Linked DNA regions of Sus scrofa: region 2 is linked to region 1. The links are chromatin contacts, called in public HiChIP or PLAC-seq maps. All regions are on one chromosome and are shown on one strand. The core of a region is the stretch at or near the end of the contact, and the rest is flanking DNA. Distances in the headings are between cores, read along the strand shown. Region 1 holds the start of ZNF335 (zinc finger protein 335). Region 2 holds the start of SLC12A5 (solute carrier family 12 member 5).

Region 1 (2,949 bases), core at 5-2,504:
CTCTGTGAGATGTGGGAAAGACTGATATATGCCTTACAAGGTATGAGAGCCAAAAGAGAAAATTCAAGCCAGGGGCTTGGCACGGTGTCTGGCTCACAACAAACCATAAACAAATATTGGTTATAAGCAAGCCTTGCTGGCTTCCCCTTGGAAGCTGCTGCCTCCCCCCAACGCCGGCCATACCAGAGAGCTGCTACCGCGGTCCGAGCTCTGACCCACGCGGGAGTCGTCGGCCTCCGCCGGCCCCGGGGCGGCCGCCGCGTCGCTGCTGTCGGCCGACACGGCTTCCGAGGTGCCCACACCCAAGCCGCTCTCAGAGGGCTCTTCGGGCTGGCCAGGCCCAGGGGCCGCGTCGCTACTGCTCTCCACCTCGTTCTCTTCCATTGGTTCCGGGGGAGGCCTGACAGGAGGGCGCAGGATCTGGGGCCTTCACTCTGCGAGAAGCGGTGACGGGGGCTGGAACAGGTGGGCCTCCTCCTCGGCCCCGGCCATCGCGGCCCACCCAGCTGCACCCATGCGCCCATTTCGCAGATGCAGAGACCGAGTAGCCGGCGGGGCGGGGCTTTCTAGTGTACCGCGAGGGGAGCTTCGGGAAAACAGAACCAGGAAGCCTTGCTTCCCCGTCTCGGGCTCCTTCCCCATCCCCGGGAGGGTCGTCAATGGCGGGTAATCTTGACCCTTTTCTCCTCCCCTCCATGATTCCAGCAGAGTGGTTCACTCTACGGGGCCCGATCAGGCTCAGTGGTTCAGCCCTTTGGTCCCCCAAGTCCCCCCGGGGGAAGGGTCGGTGGTACAGCCCGCAGGCCCCCTGGGTCAGCAGCTTGCTCCCCCCCTCCCCTGGTTCGCGTGCGGAGGGGGCTGACAGCGACGGTCCCGGGGCCTGGAGACTCGGGGCTGTCCCCGGCGCTGCCTGCGCTCCAGGCCCGACGCCATCTTGTGGTGGCGCCGAGTTTCCGCTCAGGCAAGTCCGAGAGCAACTAAAGGGCCTGGGACCCCGGGGCCCTGTTCGGACAGCCCCGCCGGGCTCGGCACCTCGCTGCCGGGTATCCCCGCATTGTGGCCTCACTTCACGGAAGGGTGCAGTGGGGCGACCTGACTCTACCCGACGCTCACCTGACGCTTCCGTAACCGCGTTCCTCCCCGACTCCGGCATCGACGAGGTCGCCATCCTCTTTCCCCCGTTGCGGAGGGACCCATCGGTGTATTGCAGGCCGGAACTACTTCCTACGCCGGCCCGGAGAAAGACAGGCTTCCAGTGTGCTGGAAGGTGGTTCCGAGGCCTCAAAAGTATACTAGAGCCCTAAGAGAATGTAGAATTTTTTATAGCGCTTAGTACCGGTGGTGGAGTCAGCTATGGTTTGGGGACTACTTTCTCTCGCGGCGGATGAATACCTAGGAGTTGTGTGACGTCATCCCTGGGTCCCTTCCTTGGGCCGCAGGGCTGGGCGCGGCTAAGGCTGGCCCCACTTCCGGGGGCGTGACTCCCAGTGGCCTGTCCACGCCCTTCCCGGAACAGTCCGAATGGAGTGCGACTGGCTTGGCGGGAGGGAGGTATCTGTTATGCGTCCTTTCGCCTGGCTTTTAACCAATTACTTTGCATTCTCATCGTACCCAATCAAATCTTTCCCGATTAGGTTTGACGTGTCCTGGGAGGAGGGGAGCGTATAATCCTGGTTTTACAAATGGGGAAACTGAGGCCCCGAGATGGGAGGTGGCTGGTCCAAAGTCACATCAAGTATAGGGATTCTGAATGCAAACCCGAATGGCCAGAGTTGGAGAAATGGAGATGAGTGAGTGCCTGGCCCTTCTTGAGCTTTGGACACAGATTTGTTACATAATAGAGATGGAGGTCAAGCTACCTCCACAGCCCTTCTCTGCTCAATATATGTAGATGTATTTAGAAGTCTGCAGCTTTTCAGAAAGGTACGACTTTCCCCTTCTGATGCTTGAAATGCCACCTTTGGCAGTACCCTCTGTTTAAGCCTTTTTCGCATTTTGCTCAGGAGACTGGTTCTCCGGTTTGTCCCAGAGTCTTGTTGCATAAGTTGTTTTCATCAATTGAAAAATACAAATGGGGAAGGGGGCGGTGGGAGAAATCTAAACCCCTGCAAAGAAAACCTGCTTAAAAAGACAGGGTGTTTCAGCTATTATGGTTTGTTGTACTGAGTATGAGGGGGTTTCCCTGGTCTTTTCCTAGGAGCAGGTTTTGGTAGGAGGAAGACAGCATGAGGCCTCTGGATTGGCTCTGCCCACTCGCAACCACTACCCCCCATTCAGCAGTTCCAGGCTCCCAGAGCAGCCCTAGAGAGCTGGATAAACAAGGGCATGATAGCAGGTTGGTTTGCTCCCCACTAGGCAGTTTTTCCAATCTGATTCCTCAGTCCTACAGAGCCACCTCCAATCCCCATTCCACGCCACTGGGATGTATCCTGCCAAGCGACCTCCCTCAAGGACATCCGGGTACTGAGGAGTACCTCCACAGCACCTATTCCATTCCCAACCCAACGAAGGCACAGTCCTAACCTTGGCCTTTGCCACCAAATCATAAGGTTGCAGAATGTCATGATATAGAAAATAACCGCCTCATCAAGGAGCTCAAGACCAGAGAGTGAAAGCTCATGGCCTAAGGTCTTAATGCCTTGAAACAAATATCGCAGTTCTTCCATTACAAAGGCAAGCAAGCCAACCTGGTTTGTTGACTGCTGTTCCAGGGTTCTTCCCACCAGAATATGTAGTTTGTAGTTCTGGCCTCAGCTTTGATGGGGAGACTTCTAGAAGCAGTGAAGGAGCTCCGGGTCAGAAGGACGTTCAAGTGGACCGTTGAGAAAAATGCTGAGGAGAAGAGCCAAGTGGGAAGAAGGCGGGAGAGCACTTTCCGTGAGCCCTACCCCATGCCAGGCACTGCGCATGTGCTTTGCTGCATCACAGTACCTTAAGGAAGCAGGGGCT
Region 2 (3,192 bases), core at 148-2,647, 39 kb after region 1:
AATGCATGAGATTTTCCAGGATCCTCCTTGAGGCCTCTTTCCATTACATGCAACGTCCAATCCAGCAGCAGGCCCTGTAGGTTCTACTTCCAAAATGTATCTGGAATCAGATGACTGCCACCATCCTAGCCCAGCTAACAGTACCTCTTACCTGGGGGTCTGCAGAAACCTCCTCATCAGACTCTCAGCCTCTACGCCTGCCCTTAGTTGAGTTTTCACCCAGCAGCCAGAGTGACCCCGTTAACATATAAGTCAGATTACTTCATTTTCCCGACTCAAAAACTTCTCACGGGTTCCCTGGTAGATTAGGAAAGAATCCAGATGCCTCCCTGAAGCCTTAGGATCTGCCTTCTTCTCCTCCCTCATCTCCTCACCACCACGCTTTTCGCTCACTGTTCCAGACACACTGGCCTTCTTGCTGCTCCCTAAACCATCCAGGCCTCTTTTCACCCCGGGGCCTTTGCACTTGCTATTTTCTCTTCAAGAGAGCTCTTCCCCCACATCTCTGCTTAATTGGCTCCTTCTCATTAGTGAAGTCTCAGGTTAAATATTCCATCTTCTGAGAGGTCTTCTCAGACCATGCCCTAAAGCAGTTCTTCCCTCTACTCATTATCCCTGGGCCTCCTCTTCTTCCTCTTCTTCCTCCTCTTCCTCCCCTCCTTCCCCTCCTCCTTCCTCTTCTTCTTCTTCTTCTTCTTCTTGTCTTTTTGCCATTTCTTGGGCTGCTCTCGCAGCATATGGAGGTTCCCAAGCTAGGGGTCTAATTGGAGCTGTAGCCGCAGGCCTACGCCAGAGCCACAGCAACGTGGGATTTGAGCCGCGTTTGCAACCTACACCACAGCTCATGGCAACGCCGGATCGTTAACCCACTGAGCAAGGGCAGGGACTGAACCTGCAACCTCATGGTTCCTAGTCGGATTCGTTAACCACTGCGCCACGATGGGAACTCCTCACCTTTTCTTCTTAACATATACAACAATCTCAAATTATCTTGTTTATGCGTTTGCTCACTTATCATCTCTCTCCTCTCACACATTAGGACTTAAGCCACACGAGGGAAGGAAGCCAGTGGGTCTCATCCAGTGCTGTATCCCCAGAGCCTAGCACCAATGCCTGAAACACAGGTGAGCTGTCAAGATGTGCTGAATGAATGAGTGTGAATGAAACCCAGATGTTTAGGAGACCCCAGCAGAGGAGCGCCGGTTCCAGGAGCCACATGCTGGGGTCCCTGGTACAGGGAAAGCTCTCAGCAGCGAGGGGGATCCTCAAGCGGTTCCAGTGGAATTGAGAGTCCAGGGCCTCAGAGCTAAGTGATGAGATACAGAGCCTCAGCACAGCGGGCACTAGGACCCTGCGCGGCGCCGCGGCCGGCGGGGGGCGGCCGGCGTGGAGGGGGAATCCGCTCTTTCAGCCTTCAGGAGCCGGGCTGCGGCCACTTGTGCAATCTGGGCCCGTTCCGCGGCCGCCCGGCCCCTTTCCGCACCATGAGCCGCAGGTTCACTGTCACTTCACTGCCACCCGCGGGCCCTGCCGGGACCTCTGACCCGGAGTCCCAACGGCATCCAGCAGCCGGTCTCCGCCACCTCTCTGGGGAAGACGCCAAAGGTAGAGGCCGCAGGGGGGCGGGGCCTACCGATATGGGGGCGGGGCTATGGAGGGGAGTGGGGGGGCCCCCCTTGGTGGGCAGGTCTTGTAGGGAGGGGCGGGGCCATGGCGGGGTGGGGTAGGGTCCCAGCCGAGGGCCGGAGAAAGGAGAGCGAGTTGGGACCTAGGAAAGTGGGGTAAGGCTGGTGGAGGGGAAATGATGAAGGGAGGGGCCAGAATAGCGGTGGGCGGGGACACAGAGAAGAGGGTGGGGCTAGAGTTGAAGGGGAGGATCTTGTGATGTAGGGGCTAAGACCTAGGGGGCTGGGCCGGAGGGCAGTAAAGGGGCGGGGTCACATCGGATAGGAGGCGGGACCAGAGAGGGAGAAGGTGGAACCAGGAAAAGGGAGGGCCGTGTGGGTGGGTCCAGAGCCAATGGGACGAGGCAGGACCAGCTTGGGTTTGGGGGTAGAAAAGGGCGGGACCACAGAAGGGGTTGGGCCAGCAGTATAGGGGTAGAGTGGCGGGCAGCAGGAAAAATGAGTTCCGCTGGGTCGCCGGGTCATTGGTGCCTGGCGGATCCTTCAGTCCTCAGCCACCCGGGAGGCGTCGCTGCCAGCGCCTGGGGAATCCCGGGAAGGAGACGGGAGAAAAGAGAAGTTTGGACCCCAGACAGCTAGATCCTGGGAGGCTCCTTTGGCGACTCCAGTCCCGACCTTTTGGGACTCAGCTCCCTCTACTCCTGCTCCACAAGCAGTGGGTGGTGCCAGCACTAGAGTAATGGATTAGGGGCGTCTTCCTGGAGGGCCCAGGGCAGTGGTCACGTCATGGAAGTTACATACAGGGTACAGAAGAGAGAGGAGGGAAAGGATCCTTCTAGCCTTCGGTGAAGAATTAGCATCCTGGATGCACACACAGTTTTCTCCGCAAGGGCCACCTGTCAGGGGTTCCCCTCCCTGACTCTGGGCCCCTCAGGTCTGGAAGGAACGTGGAGAATCGGCTCCAAATGGCCCCAGAGCAGGGAGGAGAAAGAGCCTCCCCAGGCCTCCAGGGGTCGCTGCTGAGCCGCAGGTGAGCTCACCCCGATTCCAGCAAAACTGAGCACCAAAAACCCTTTAGGGGTTTCAAACTTTGGCAAACCTCCTCTTTGGGCAGATGACTGAACTGAGGCCTAGATTTCTGGAAGGCTCCAGTCCCGTGAACCAGCCACCTCCTGGACGTGGTCACTAGGAATTTTAGGGCTCTTTTCTTTCTTCATCTTTCCCATAATCTGCCCTTTAATCACTTTCAGGAATGTCCTTACAGCCTTACAGATTTAAAAGTCAGAACTCTAGGAGCCATCCTCAACCCCTTCTTTCCTCCTACCACCAGATCTGATTGTTCCTCATGTCTCAGCCACTCCACCTTCAAACCTTATCCTGAATCTGCCCACATCTCTCCTCCTGTCACCATCACCCTGGTCCAAACTTCCATCATCTCTCACGCAGCTGTGACCACAGCCTCCTCACTGGTCTGCCTGCCTCCAATCCTGTTTGCAAGCCACCCCCAGCCCTCATCACCTGTAAGATAAACTGCCAAACCCTTTAGTCTGTCACTCAAACTCTCCCG

The links. HiChIP or PLAC-seq counts read pairs in DNA pulled down with a chosen protein or histone mark.
Region 2: a contact with region 1 is called in an H3K27ac HiChIP or PLAC-seq map of alveolar macrophages. The contact joins the promoter of SLC12A5 here to the promoter of ZNF335 in region 1. A contact is called at or near these places in 1 of 5 promoter capture datasets (liver), 6 of 47 Hi-C or Micro-C datasets (blood, embryonic fibroblasts, epiblast stem cells and 2 more) and 1 of 2 datasets of contacts at active chromatin or transcription factors (alveolar macrophages).

What each region holds. Positions count from the first base shown.
Region 1 is chr17:48,151,997-48,154,945 of Sscrofa11.1, forward strand. ZNF335 (zinc finger protein 335) reads right to left here and starts at 1,255. Exons shown (of 27, transcript XM_021077367.1): 1 at 1,114-1,255; 2 at 184-434. The coding sequence starts at 384.
Region 2 is chr17:48,190,675-48,193,866 of Sscrofa11.1, forward strand. SLC12A5 (solute carrier family 12 member 5) reads left to right here and starts at 1,398. Exons shown (of 26, transcript XM_021078314.1): 1 at 1,398-1,605. The coding sequence starts at 1,485.